Regions from separate parts of the Mus musculus genome. Here region 2 is linked to region 1. The links are chromatin contacts, called in public HiChIP or PLAC-seq maps. All regions are on one chromosome and are shown on one strand. Each heading gives the region's core, a stretch centred on a gene start, on an enhancer-like site or on the middle of the called end of the contact. The rest is flanking DNA. Distances are from core to core; before and after follow the strand shown. Region 1 holds the start of Aif1l (allograft inflammatory factor 1-like). Region 2 overlaps Abl1 (c-abl oncogene 1, non-receptor tyrosine kinase).

Region 1 (7,266 bases), core at 1,299-3,798:
CTCAGCCCAGCCTAGCCCATCACCCTAGAATTCACACACCAGGTAGGGCAGAGAAGGTGTACTCCGATGGAAGACAATTGGATCTGTCATTACAGCCATGGCCATGGGTCAACCAGGCTGGGACCTTCAAGTGGAGCCACTCTGAGTCTACCGTCCTCCAAAGGGGCATGCCCAGCTGGTATGTCCCTGGCACACCTCCACGCCTACTCCCTATACCTGAAACCCTCACACAAACAAATGACGATGCTCATGACAGCCGCCAACTCTGTGCGTTTCACACACAGCGTCTGGCTTTTAAAAAAAAATCACTACTATTATCTCTTGCTGGCAAAGGAGGCTCAGAGGGGTGAAGGAAGCAGGTCGATGGAACTCACAGAGCCAGTGCTTGGCTGCCTGCCTCCTGGCTCTAATGCCAGTGTAGTCACCATGGCCTGCTGTGATGCGGGAGCAGCTGCATGGTCCAGCTTACTCCCCTAGGGACCTACGCTCTGGATTATACTCCGGCCCAATGGCAGCTCAAGCTCACGTGGAAGATCTCAAAACAGCATCCACAGCACAGAAAAGAGCAAGCTGCAGCAGTGGCTCCCGTGTGGCCTTGGCTCAGCTGCTTGCCCTCTCTGGGTGTTTGAAGACCTGCAGTGGTTAGATCACAGCTCCCCCTAGCCCACTTTCTGCAGCATCAGTACTGCCACGCCCCTTTTTGAGCCACCTGTTCCAACAGCTCTCATCCCAAGCCTTCACCTGCGTACGTCCCCAAGAACAGAAAGCCCCAAATCTCCACTCTTCTGACTCTTCTACTAAGGTCATCTAATTAATGTCCATATCCAGCTGTCTCTGGCTTAGGGTCCCATTGGCTGTGGGTGGAGCCAGCTAGCTCAGAACCTTCCTAACAAAATGGCCCCGGGGGCTGTATGAGGTCAGGGTCCCAGGTTCCTGTCCAGAAAGCAAAAGCAGCCAAGGCTGGGGTAGCACTGAGGCGTCTTGGAGAAGTCCATCAGGCCTGGGATCTGAGCCCAGCTATATGCACACGGGTCCCCCAAGACCATGCTCTATGACAAGCCCCAAGGGAAAAGGGAAGGGTCCTAGTAAGAGGCCCCAGAGCCCTACAGGGACTCCTGGAGCTGGTGGACGGGAAGAGACACCTATCTGGGTCTAGACAGTCCATGGAAATAAAGGAATTAGGTCGAAACACTTCAACAGGACCACAGCCCTGGCATCTCCAACGACCTCCAGTTACCTCTAGTGTGCTAACCCTACCAGCTAGCTCCTCGACAGGGGCCTGGAGTTTGTCACTCTGGGTGTCCAGGGACCAAAGGGGCAAATAAGAAGAAATGCCTCCCCTTATATCAATTGGCATACCTCAGCCCCAATGTACTAATAACTCTAGGGTAGAGTGTCTAGCATGGAGAAAATCTTAAGTTCAGTCTCCACTGTAGAGGAAAAGAGAGAGAGAGAAAGAGAGAGAGAGAGAGAGAGAGAGAGAGAGAGAGAGAGAGAGAGAGAGAGAAACTAACTTCGCGGGCTGTCTCCCTAGCGCTGGACCCCAGAAGATGTAGGCTCCTTACTTTCCTGAGCCCACAAAGTGACCCTGCAGGAAGCGAGAAGCTCTTACTGAGACACCAGTCACATCTGAACACAGATCCTGGGAACCCTAAAGCCTCAGGCTGTGCCACCTCTGTGCTTTGCCAATCCAGGAGGCCCTGACACCGTTTCTTATCTCCTGGGATCTACACGCTCAGTAGCAAACGTACGGAGCTGCTATTGTGTCTCTGGCAGCAGCGGAAGGATTTCTTTCTAGAACTTCCCCAGGACCAGGACCAGCATAGAAGAAAAAAACAGTCCCTTGGGCAACTTTTCTAAAAGCTGGTGCAAAGAGCTGTGTGTTAGAGTTGGAGGTGGGAGGCAACAAGGAAATGCCAGCATTAGCCAGCTCCTAGTGTTAAGTTCTGCGGGTCTATGGAGACAGCACTGGCCCTGGGGTCTCTCCTGGCGCCAAACCCCTTAGGTGGTCCCCAGCCGGCTCCCTCACCCGCCCCACCTCCCTGGTCGAGAGTTACAACTTGCAACTGGAGACGCCAGGCAGAGAACTAAGGGGTGGAATGGACTTACCTGGAGTTGGAGGCCACACAGCAGGGGCCAGGGATGCAATTGCAGAAGGCCAGGGGTAGGGGAGGAAGGGGCTGATTTTGTCTGGGGGGAAGGGGTGGCACAGTGCGGCACATGGGACCCACACGCTGTCCCACACAGTGACGCGGCTTACCCGATTGATCTCCTCGAGCCTCTTCTCCTGCCGGGCTTTGAGCAAACCGAACGCCTTCCCTCCTGCGGGAGACAAAGAGTCGGCGGGGAAGCTAGGGTACCAACCGGGCCACGCGCCCCCTCCGAGTTCCCGCGCGCGCCGCACAGCGCACACAGGTGGCGACCCAGGGACGTCCGGCGCGGGATAGCGCGGGGACAGCAGGCGCCTACCTTGGAACCTGTTGCTGAGTGCGACCGACATGGTATGAGCCCGACTCCGGACAAGGCCAGGGACAACAGGGAGGAAAAGTCGTCTGGTCCAGACCTTCGGCAGCGTGTGGCGACGGGACCCAGGGGCGGAGGGACCTCGCGGCCGGACACACCCCGCCCCTCCGGCGGCCCGCCTCCTGCCCCCCTCCCCGCTGCCGCGCGCACCCGGGGCATCAAAGCCCGCTGTTTAGCCGGACGCTTAGCCCGCCGCCGCCCCTCTGCTGGAGGACGCGGAAAATGCAAGATGGGAACGCCCTCTTTCCCCATCACCAGAAGAGACAATATCACATCTCACTAAGAACTTTGCAGAGCTGGTTGTGAAGATCAAGTGCCAATAGAGGCTGTCACCTCACTGTCACCTTTGCCCGGCAGTGCCACGATAACACCGATATTTTAGATAAATACGTGTGTTGGTGCAAATACGGTGTACCTGACACTTGGTCTTTGTGTGTCATTTCCCCTAACTACAAAGTAGTACCGGTATGCCTACTAGATAGAAAAGTCTGGAAGCTGAAGCTGGGACACGAGTCCTCTAGGGTGGTAAAGAAGCAGCCTGTGACTTGAGGAGAAGCCAGGGTGGGCATGCAAGAACTAGGAACTTGTAAAGAAAGAGATCATGAATTCCAGTGTCCAACCTGAACAGACTAGAGACCCTTTCTAGAGACAGGGTCTCCCTCCATTGTTACATTGTGGACACAGGCACAGATCAGGATTGCCCTAACCATGGGATCCAGGAATCCCTGTTCCCCTGACTTATTTCAAGTCTACACTCCTTAGATTGGGATCCTGGGACCAGCTGACTGTGGGGACGGGTAGCCAAGCTCACACAGGGGAGTCCAGTGGTCCAGATAGAATGCTATGGGGCTAATGGGAGGAAAGATGCTTGCGAGGCAGGGCTCCTGCTCTTAGGTTCCTCCCACTATGCATTCATTCATTCATCTGAAGCTGGGCACTTGACACAAGCTCCCTAAGCAGCAGAATAGGAGAAACAGGAGCAGGGACTGCACTGTAGAAGGTAGGCCCACAAGGGCTTGGGAGTTCAAAGCCTGCATGGTCGTGTTCCCTCTGAAAGCTCGGGCAGGAACTGGACTCAGAACAGGGCCCTATTGCTCTGGTCACAGGCTGCCCATGGTCCCAGCTAGCTGGGTTAGCTGTTGTTGTGTGACCAACTTTTCCTGAGGAGATACAACACACACGTTTACTCACCCCAGTTTAGGAACCCACGAGAGATCCAATTACAGATATCACCCAAGTCCAGCTTGGTGACCCAGTAAGCTTTATTAGGGTTATTTACAAGAATATGGGTGAAGAGTTAACTTACAGAAACAGAAATGACTCACAGACAGCTGTGTTGCCAAAGTCCACCCCCTAGCATGGATGACAGCTCACAAAACTGGGAACCTGGAGCCCGCCGCATGGTCTACAGACAGTGTGACAGGTTGGATGGAGAGTCTCCTTTCCCGGGGCATCAGTTAGTCTAACCAGCAGGCAACTCTACTTGTCTAAGAGTCTTCTTGCAGCTGGGTTCTGCTGAGGCCGGCAGGAAGGGGCCTGGGGAATCCGCTCAGTTTCAGGGAGCTCTTGAAGCTCTTGTTTTGGGCTGTTTACCTCTCTGCCTGAGGAGCCCCCCTACCGGAAGGAATGTTTTCTCCTCAGAGAAGACTGCTCCACAGCTGTTCCTGGCTGTTCAGTGGGATAGGACAGGGGCCATCCCAAGTTCTACTGCTCAGCTGGCTGCTGAGTTAGACAGATGTTCAGCTGCTGCTAGCATTCCCCTCCGTCATGTGCAGCCCCACCTCTGGACCTTCTGAGTGGCTCTGCATACACCAGGCATGACCATACCGCATGAGTCACTTGGCAGGCCTGAGACTTGTTTCCTAGGAAGCCTGGTCTCCGCCCACTAGAGATGCTGGGACCACGCTTTGCTGTACATCATGGCTCAAGTGGGTAGAGGTTGGCCATCCATCAGTGGAGAAACTGGGTTAAGGCCAGAGAAGTGCCGGATCCTGCCCCAGATTTTGACTTTAGAGCTCCCATGTCCTTTATATCACACACCAGATCCTAATTACCCAATCCCGTCTTCCGTCTTTCTACCCCAACCCTGGCAACCTACCATATCAGTCCCACTCAACATAAAATGGCAGCCACACCATCCTCAGCCTCACCTTGACCTCAAGGTTCTCTCTGGAGGGATGCTCCTCTCCTCAGAACACTTTGCCTGTACATATATGGCATGTCTCACCACAAAGCCTTGGACACAAAGTCCCTGGTATTTTGGCCAAGCAGGGGACTTGACCACTCAACATTTGATGTGGGGCTGGAGTGGTGGATCAGCAGTTAAAAGAAGTGTCTGCTTGCTGAACAGTGGTGGCGCATGCCTTTAATCCCGGCACTTGGGAGGCAGAGGCAGGCGGATTTCTGAGTTCAAGGCCAGCCTGGTCTACAGAGTGAGTTCCAAGACAGCCAGGGCTACACAGAGAAACCCTGTCTCGGAAGAACAAAAAAGAAGAAGAAGAAGAAGAAGAAGAAGAAGAAGAAGAAGAAGAAGAAGAAGAAGAAGAAGAAGAAGAAGAAGAAGAAGAAGAAGAAGAAGAAGAAGAAGAAGAAGAAGAGAAGTGTCTGTTTGTTCACCTGGGTTTGGCTTCCATCACTCACATGGCAGCTATCAGCTATCTGTAACTCCAGTTCCAGAGGACCTGAAGCATGCATGTGGTTCCCAGATATGCACGCAGGCAAAGCACACATACATATAAAACAAAAATGAACAGAATCTCAAAATAAAAATAATAGCTGAGCAATGGTAGTTCACACCTTTAATCCCAGCACTTGGGAGGCAGAGGCAGGCAGATCTCCAAGTTCGAGGCCAGCCTGGTCCACAGAGAGAGTTCCAGGACAGCCAGGGCTACACAGAGAAACCCTGTCTTGAAAAAAAAATGAATAAAAAAATAAAAATAATGAGCTGATGATATGCATGCCCAGGGCTTTGTAGAGGATGGAGGAAGGGTGCAATATCATCAACCATTATGTACAAGAAAGACAAGGAAAGCTAATTTGTAGAGGCAAGGCCTAAGCAAACGGAAAAGAGCCAAGCTGAGGCCAAGGAAGAAGGCAGGAGGGAAAAGCTACCCATCTCAGCAGCCCCAGGCTTAGGTTTCTCTAAAGCCTGGCAGCCTCTCCTAGCCCAGAAGTCCAAATCACCCTCCCAGCGACTTCCACTGTCCCATTGAAGCTAATCTGGTAATCATTTTGGCCTTGTGGCCTAACGCCTTAATAAAATAGAGGATGCTTTACAATCTGCTCTAATCTAAGTTTGCAATGACCGATCCAAGCCAGGCTGTAACCTTGGCTGCTACCTGCCCTCTTATATGGGTCATTCTCCCCCCTCTGTCCCCGTCTCTCCACCCTTCCAGACCCAGGCTCAAGGCCCCCTCCTCTCGATGGTGGCCCTCCTTTCCTCTTACCGTCCTACTGGACAGAATTAAGTTCAGTTCTCTGCCTCAGTGTCTCCACCCTGAACCAGGGAGTGGCAGACGAACTCTTTGTGTACCACCTCTATCCAGGCCCCTCACCTTTGTCTGAAAGCCCCCTGGATCTGAGAAGAAAGGTGGTAGTCACAGTGCCCCTGCTAAGGCCAACACGACAGACCCCAGGATGGCACAAGCCCAGTTCTGCCAACCTCCTTCCCACACATGGGATCACAAATGCAGGAAATCACTACCTGCTTTCCGGGCCAGCCACAGGAAGTGCTCTGTGCATACCCACAGCAGGCCCTGGTCGCCACACTAGCACTGGAGGACCAAAGGCACAGCACAGGAAAAGGGTCCTTTATTTCCTCAGAATCACAATCAGTTCCTCTGGGACCTGGGGAAGGGATTGGGCTTGCAAAGGTGGCTGTTATCCCAGTGCCTAGGCTCTGCTGTGTTCTAAAGAGCTCTGAGAAAAAGAGGGGGTATCAGGAAGAAATGCCAGGGATTTCTGGGGGAGGCAGTCATGGGTAGCAGGCTTAGAATGACAGCCAGGCTCCCACATCCCTGTGACATACTTCATGACAGGTGGGGCCACAAGACCAGTCTGAGAAGTGTCAATCAAAGGCTAACCGGGTCAGCAAGGCACAAAGGGCTGTCCCCATTGCCTGCCTGAGGGCTTATGAGCCAGACCCTGAAGAAGCTGGTTCTTCAGGTAGGTCAGGACATTGAAGGTGGATGGATCAGGCACTTCCCTCAATGAAACAGCTGGTCCAGATCCCTCTGGGGAATCGTCCACAAAAGATACCTCCATCTTACCTTGCCCTGTGGCTTTGCAGGCCCACGTGGCCTCAGGTGACACTTCCAGGAACCCTGTTAGAATCTGGGCACTGCTTGATCTGTCTGGTACCTCAGTTCTCAGAGCTGCTGGGTGACCAGTTAGGGGACAGAGGAGCATAGTGGGTCCAGGGCCAGCTCTGTGACCATGCACATGGGACTTTCTGAGGCTTCTCAAAATCTCTGAGGATAGATAGTCTCTCAGCCTCGGAGGTACCACCCCTGTTGGCCCCTGATTTCTGGAGGGAGGGTTGTAGATGTGTCATCCCTGCAGGGAATATTTCATAACAGGACCCACCCAGAATGTGGAATGTGCCCAAGCTCAGGACTGCCTCTCCACAGCTCTAGACTCTCATATGTGTGCATGCACACAGGTGGTCTTAACACATCAGTGCATCACATACACATATGTGCAAATACTGGGGTGTGTATGCTGATGCACGTTTAGAGAGTACAC
Region 2 (7,266 bases), core at 1,981-4,480, 160 kb after region 1:
CCAATTCCCAACAATCACATGAAGGCTCACAACCATCTGTACAGTATAATGTACTCACATACATAAAATAAATAAATAAATCTTTAAAAAAAGAAAAAAAGGAGGAAGCAGGAGTTTAAACTAAGCCAGAAATGAACCAGAAAGAGGGCATAGTGGTGGAGGAGAGACGAGGTATAGCAGTAAAGAGCCTGCGAAGCAGAAGGGGAAGCCCCTGGCCATGACTGCCCAGGACCTGGACCTTACCCCACACGTCCGACTTGATGGAGAACTTGTTGTAGGCCAGGCTCTCAGGTGCGGTCCATTTGATGGGGAATTTGGCTCCAGCATGGGCCGTGTAGGTGTCCCCTGTCATCAACCTGCTCAGGCCAAAATCAGCCACCTTCACCAAGTGGTTTTCCCCTACCAGGCAGTTCCGGGCAGCAAGGTCTCTGAGGAAGAAAAAGGGTCATCTGTGGGTGCTCCTGGCTGACTCCCTAGGTGTGTAGCTCCCCTACTATTGACAGGTATGACGCTGACAAAAGAAGACCAAGTGTAGTCCCCAGAAGCTTTCAAATACCCTGCTGTGGAGCAACAGTTCCTCAGCAAATACCAGTCGGGCTACAGCAGCAACACCACAAGCAGACAGGGTGGCAATGGGGGCAGGTCCTGTCCCATGACCTGGAGTTGTTAATTACCTCACATATAAAATGACGACAGTAACAGGGTGTGCCTTGGGCAGCTGTATGTGATATCCCTACTTTCTTCTTGCTTCCTGATGTTGACTCAAGTGTTTGAGAAACTCTCCCATATAATCACCTCCTGAATCTTCACGGGAGGAAGGGTCTAATCTTTGGTTCATGGCTGTTAACCATGAAGTCCTGAGGTAACTGGGAACCAAGGAATGAGAGTATGAGGCAGCTCAGGGCAACGACTGCGTGATACAGCTTGATCACCAGCAATGAGAGAAAAATTAAACACACAAGAGTTGTGCCTAATAGGATTTTTGGTAAGGCATTTTTAGTATGTGAATGGAGGGGGAACGGAGCTGGCCATGCAAGGCGAGCCAGAAGTCAGGAAATCTCAATTTGCAGCATCAGAGGCTACACTTTGCTGAGCGACAGGAGCATTTGGATTGGGCTCTCGTGGAGCAGAAAAAGATCTGTCTTCCGAGGGGCTGCCAGCATTTCATACACGCTACTTATTCCTGGCTATGAAATCTCATGTTGAGGTTTCACACTTGAGTTAATTGGGTAGGAAAGGTCACCACAGTGGCGTGGAGAACATCTTGCATGACGGAGTTGGGCCAAGCCCATCAGGCTCCCTCCTGCACAGGTTGTCACTCTGCTAGGAAGCCACTTCCACCAGCAAAGCATGCAAACCCAGATAATTGTGGCACACTTGAAGGTCAAAACACTCTGGGTTTTAAAAACAGCAACCGGCTTGCATGTATATAATTCTCCAGCCATGGAAACATCCCTAAACCCGGTGACAGCTGGTAGGCAAGGAAACACAAAGAAAAGGAGGAAAAGCCACACAATGAAGCTAAGCCCAGGCAGAGAGAGGCTTTACCGAGTGAGTGCTGGCCTCAGGAATGCTCGGTTTCAGAGGGAACCAAGACTATCAGGAAGAAGGCCTTTTACGAATTTCATTTAATATTCAACTAAATCCGAAGTGGCTCAGAAATGAAACACTTCTTTCCCCAGGGATTAGCTGCTCCACTGGCCCAGGCCTTGAAGCATTTAGTCCCGCAAGCAGCGCTTACGTCAGGCACTTGTGTCTGCCAGGACCAAGGCTGGGGCTGAGCCCTAAGACCGCACAGCTGGGTCCTCTGCTTTACCCAGCCCTACCTGTGGATGAAGTTCTTCTTCTCCAAGTACTCCATGGCTGATGAGATCTGTGTGGCCATGTAGAGCAGTACCACGGCGCTCACCTCCTGCCGGTTACACTCCCTCAGGTAGTCCAGCAGGTTCCCATAGGTCATGAACTCAGTGATTATGTAGAATGGTGGTTCCCGGGTACACACCCCTGACAACAGACACAGAGGCTTCAGCATGTGGCTCAGGGAAAGGAGCCCTAGGAAAGTCTGGCACTAAAAGGGGTCCTGGCCTGGTAGGAGGGCTCAGTGGATAAAAGCACTTGCCACGCAGGCCTGACCCCAGACCCCACATGAAGAACTGAGCAGACAAAGCATGGTTAGTCTGACCTCCCCACACGCCCTGAAACACTCAGTTCTCTTTTATCAGGAAGGGGTGCCCACTCAGCCAGACATTTGGAGCAGAGCCCTGCAGAGCCAGCAGTGGCGGCTCCTCTTCTGAGTCCGTGCTTGGTTACCTAGCAGCTGCACCAGGTTAGGGTGTTTGATCTCCTTCATCACCGCCGCTTCCTTCAGGAACTCCTCCACCTCCATGGTGTCCTCCTGCAGAAGGGAAGTTCAGATGCATGAGATCTGTTTAGCAAGGAAGTGCCTAGGAGGGAAGACAGCTTCAAGGGCTAAGGCAGTGACAACCTCCCCTCAGTCTAGGCCACTGCCTCTGATGAGCACTGGATACACTGCCCTTGAGAGGCTCAAGGAGTCTTGTCCTGGTGATGTGAAGACTCCTGTGGGGCAAATTCTCACCCAGGGCTCATGTTGTGAACAGCTGCCCCCAAGCTGACGGAGCAATTGTGGGAGGCTGTGGAACCCTCAGGAGCTAGGGCTTGCTTGGGAGGAGTTCTCATTACAGGCAGGTCTCGAAAGGTCAGACCCAGTCTCTGGTTCTCTTCCTGGGCTACAATCATGGGAACAACTGTGTCACACACTCCTGCCACCAAAGAACAGCCGCTCTGCCATGCTTTCTGCAGTGGTGGACTGAAAGCTTTGACACCATGAGCCAAGTTGGATCTTTTCTCCCTTCAGATGTTCCTGTCAGGTATCCTGTCTGGCCCAGTGAGTCAATGGGCCATAGGTCAGAGTGGCCTGGTATTGCTGTGGACCTTCTGTGGGGTCTTAGAACTATTTTTACAAGTACTGTTTGCTTCCTGACCCAACACCCTTAACATTAAAAGAGGAAACAGTGTGAAGAATCTGAAATGCAGCTGGCTTGAGAGATCCACTTTCCAGAGTGCCTCACAGGTCAGATAGACCCTGAGCTACTTAGTTATGCACTGCCATGAGCACCTAATGAAGCAATCATCACTGACTAGGGGGTCAATCACCCAGATTCTAAATCAGTCTTACCAGCAGCTCTCTGAGCACGCAGAGAACCATCTGTGTAGGTCACACAACACAGGGCCAGAGATGGACCCTTTCCAGGCTGAGTCTGAAGGGCTGTGGTCTGTACTCCTCGGCCTCCTTAAACCTAAGCCACTGTTGCTTTGAATCAACTCCCACAAGCAGGAAGCAGCAACAGTGAGTGGCAGGGTCTCCCTAGCTGCAAGAACAAGGCTCTGGAGGCAAGGACAGTAGGCCACATGTGGTGTCTGCAGGGAGTCTGCCTGTGTGGTACGGAAGAGGTTTCATGAAAATCAGCTTCCCTGGGCAGAGAGCCTCATCAGACCTCATGCTAAGTGTGCTTTTGTTCTTGGTGCTTTTCCGCTTTGGTCAGCCACAATGAGAAGCAAATCACGACCAGAGCCAGCGTGATGACGTGTTATCACCAAACATGGGTTCTAAAAGACTATGGAGATGCTGTCTACTGTTCTTTAACAGCATGGGCTGCTCTCATGTACCACAGCATGCGGCTGCTGCTGCCCAGCTGTGCGGAGGACATTCATCCCATGCCGCCCACCACTGGCTGCTGGGCTCTTCAAGTCTCTTCTGTTCCTCAGCTTCCCAAAAGCGAGTCTGGCTCTAGTGTGCAGCACTCTGAAGTACCCGGTGACACACCATGGATACCTGCCAGAGCCAGGAGCCAATGCTGCACAATACAACTGGCTTTGACACAACTGCTCTCCAGTGATACTGTCTAACATCTAAACCTTTCTGTTCTATAGCAGTGCACCTCACAGGCTCATCATCAGAAATCTCAGCTGTTGTGGAGCCACGTACCCTGATCCAGAAGACCAATGATCTCAAGGCAGAATTATTTAAAAGCATCTTCTTGCTTTGACTGCAGATCCCCACCGCCTCTCACACATGTACTCACACCCTGTGCAATCATTCCTTCCTGTCTATCTGCATGTCTGTCTCCATCACACACACACACACACACACACACACACACACACACACACATCGCCTATGGGGCAATTGTGGGGTCTTTTTCCTTTCACAAAAAAGTGTGAGTTTGTCTCCCCCTGCTGGAATTAGACATGATTCAATTAATCATTTAAACTGTAACCTAATGTTTTTAAATATCGAAATTTAAAAGACAAACTAAAAGACCAGGGAGCTGGAGAGGTGGCTCAGCAGTTAAGAGCACTGACTGCTCCTCCAGAGGTTCTGAGTTCAATTCCCTGCAGCCACATGGTGGCTCACAGCCTTCTGTAATGGGATCTGATGGCCTCTTCTATCATGCAGGTAAGAGCACTCATAATATACAAACAAATCTTTAAAAAACAAAAACAGCCGGGCATGGTGGCGCACACCTTTAATCCCAGCACTCAGGAGGCAGAGGCAGGCAGATTTCTGAGTTTGAGGCCAGTCTGGTCTACAAAGTGAGTTCCAAGACAGCCAGGGCTATACAGAGAAACCCTGTCTCGAAAAAACAAAACAAAACAAAACAAAACACACAAAAAAACCCCAAACAAGCTCCTCGTTGTAATCTGTGAGGTCCTGAGGTCCCTCTGCTTATTTTTTAACTCATGGCGTCCTTCTGAAGACATTTTCCTTTTACACAGTCAAACAGAACTGTGAAGGCTCAGGTGGAAGAAACACTGGGAGGATTTTCCTTTCTCTCCTTAGTCCTCGTGCTTATGCTTGTCGGGAAAAGAAGGCTCAACCGCTCCCTTCACGGGGCCTGCATGGCTCCATCCTTGTGGGAGACAGCAGGAACTTTGAGTCAGTGCTATAGGGAGGCTAAGAGGATGGCTTGTCAGTTATGCTGACCTGGCTTTGCTGCTGTGTGAGACCCTGGCAACTTAATGACCTACAACCCTCACCCCACTCTTCTGTGAATCTTTCTTTTCTTCTGTCTTTCCTTTTATAGGCAAGGGCTCACGTGATGACCTCAAACTCCTGCTCCCCCTGCCTCCACCCTCCAAGAGATGAGATTCCAGCTGTAGACCATGCTAGTGATCAAATCCCAGGCTCTGTGCATACTAGACAAGTACTGTGAGCCAGGCCACATCCTCAGCCTCTAGACTTGTTTTCAGTGACTGGCCAGCAGGGATTGGGGACACACTCCAATTGCAGTGGCTGTTACCTCTGGCCGTAGGGATGGAACAAGCACATGGCTCTTTTGGAAGGTTTTCTAATGAATACTGTCTTCTCACGGGCACTGGGAAGCGAGTGCCTTACACAAGCAGGCCATGCGCCCCCTGCTGGCTAAGGATGGGAGGAAGCAATGCTCTGGGAGGTCGTTGAAGGCCAGCAGGACTCTCTTGAGAGGAGTTTCACAGCAAGGGGAGTCCACGAAGCAGTCTTTCTAAACCTGTGGGTTGCAATCCCTTTGGAGTCACATATCAAATATCCTGCATATCAGATATTTACACTTTATAACAATAGCGAAATTACAGCTTTGAAGTAGCAATGAAGTAACTGTATATGGGGTCACCACAGCGTGAGGAACTGTGTTGAGGACTGCAGCATTAGGAAGGCTGAGAACCACTGACACACAGGATGTGGAGGAAGGTTTTCCTAAGGGGCAGAACTGAGGCTTATGTTTATTTTCATGGGGTCTGAGAGGTAAGACTGTAAAGGAGGGAGATGGTGAAGAGCTGGGCTTGGGAGCTGGGTGCCTGGGTTTGAGTCCTGGTTCAGGGCTCCAGCACCCACAGCTTTAGTGCCGATGCCTTAGTGCTCGCGCGTCTCTCAGTACCACGAGTGAAGGAGCTGCTGTATCGACCTGTACATCGCACACTCAGAGCACTAGGCTACACTAACTCAGCAACTGACCATTTCTGTAAGTTGTGTGGTTCTCAACTCTGCCAAGGAGGTCAAGAGCCAAAATCCTTTACGCCTCTCACTGAGAAATGGATAGCAGACGGCAGAGCCTCACTCCTGCAGGGCTAGGCCGCGTGGGGGCAGTTTATTTAGCAAGCTGCATGTGTGTGTGTTGAGTTAACACACCTCCAGAGTGAGTGCCCTGCCCTGTTCTGGTCAGGTGCCATGCAGGATTACCTACGTACCCACCCAACAGACCCTAGTGCTCTTTACCAACCATGGTGCATACACTAAGGAGGTTCTCAGAAACTTGCTGAGGTCTTAAGAGAAAACACCAGAACAGATCCTCCTCTGGAGGACTTCCTGCTATGCACAGCTGCAGCACTGCCCGTCAATGGGGCCTTCCAGCTGTGTAACCCCCACCTTCTTTAATGTCCTGATTTTTACATATATTTGTTTGTGCTGTGTGAAGAGTGTGTGTCATGGCACACGTGTGGTGGGAATCAGATCTCTCTTACCATGTGGGTTAAGAGAGCCCTGGAGGTGTCAGGCTCAGACTTTACCTACTGAGTGGCCTTGCTGCCCTCTCTTGAAGGGTTTCAAACAATCCTCCCCTCCTTGCTGAATCTTAGACGCCCAATGCTTTCCAAAGTCTGGCTGTGTTTGTAAATCCCTGTCAGCAGCACCTCGCCCTCCAAGCACTGCGGCCTGGTGTACAGGGGATCAGCAGCACTTTAACCCTCTGCTCTGCTAAACTCATGGCACCCTGAGTGCCTACCTCTCAGTGGCTCCTCCTCCTCCTCCTCAGTTAGGGCTTCCTAGTGTCTCTCCTGACCTCTGCCCTTCCTCACAGCAGTGCTTCACACCGTTCTATCCAGTGCAGTCAACACTGGCTCCTCCCCGCACAGGAGAGCCTGGCACCACCCTGACCCCCTATGCTGCCATCATCAGGGATTTGTCCATGTCTGTCCAATGTGGGCACCCAGGACTGAGCCTGTTTGGCAAACACATGTGAAGAACTCATGACATTTTAAAAAGCTGAATTTGGAAAATGCCCAAGAGTCCCCCAGGCAATCCCCCCTCTGCCCCTCTCCTCCCCCTGCGCTGCTCTGCCACGGAGCCAAAGGAAGGAAAATGCTCAATATGATGACTGGAAGCTGCTTTTCATTCTGTAATGCAGCCTTGCTCTAAACAGTTATTATGGCAATTAAAAGTCCCAGCCTCTATTTTCCTGTCTCTTATTGGCAGAGCCGGGGCTGACAGAT

The links. HiChIP or PLAC-seq counts read pairs in DNA pulled down with a chosen protein or histone mark.
Region 2: a contact with region 1 is called in an H3K27ac HiChIP or PLAC-seq map of VIP interneurons, with 4 times the contacts expected there. The contact joins the enhancer-like site here to the promoter of Aif1l in region 1. A contact is called at or near these places in 7 of 39 promoter capture datasets (HPC-7-derived erythroid cells, the SN4741 cell line, cranial neural crest and 3 more), 3 of 115 datasets of contacts at active chromatin or transcription factors (VIP interneurons, neural tube and pancreatic cancer cells) and 4 of 9 other capture datasets (adipose tissue, embryonic stem cells, liver and 1 more).

The regions. Positions count from the first base shown.
Region 1 is chr2:31,945,585-31,952,850 of GRCm38.p6, reverse strand. It overlaps Aif1l (allograft inflammatory factor 1-like), which reads right to left and starts at 2,548. Exons shown (of 6, transcript NM_145144.1): 1 at 2,470-2,548; 2 at 2,261-2,322. The coding sequence starts at 2,500. It overlaps Lamc3 (laminin gamma 3), which reads right to left. Exons shown (of 28, transcript NM_011836.4): 28 at 3,768-7,266.
Region 2 is chr2:31,785,400-31,792,665 of GRCm38.p6, reverse strand. Abl1 (c-abl oncogene 1, non-receptor tyrosine kinase) reads right to left here. Exons shown (of 11, transcript NM_009594.4): 5 at 2,311-2,395; 6 at 1,827-2,004; 7 at 244-428. Among named protein-coding and RNA genes, the nearest start is that of Qrfp, 22 kb to the left of the region's middle. Within about 2 kb of position 3,230, at least 7 of the 459 cell types and tissues checked have an H3K27ac peak or open chromatin away from gene starts, as enhancers often do. A contact at or near this core is called in VIP interneurons and pancreatic islet, where this site is marked.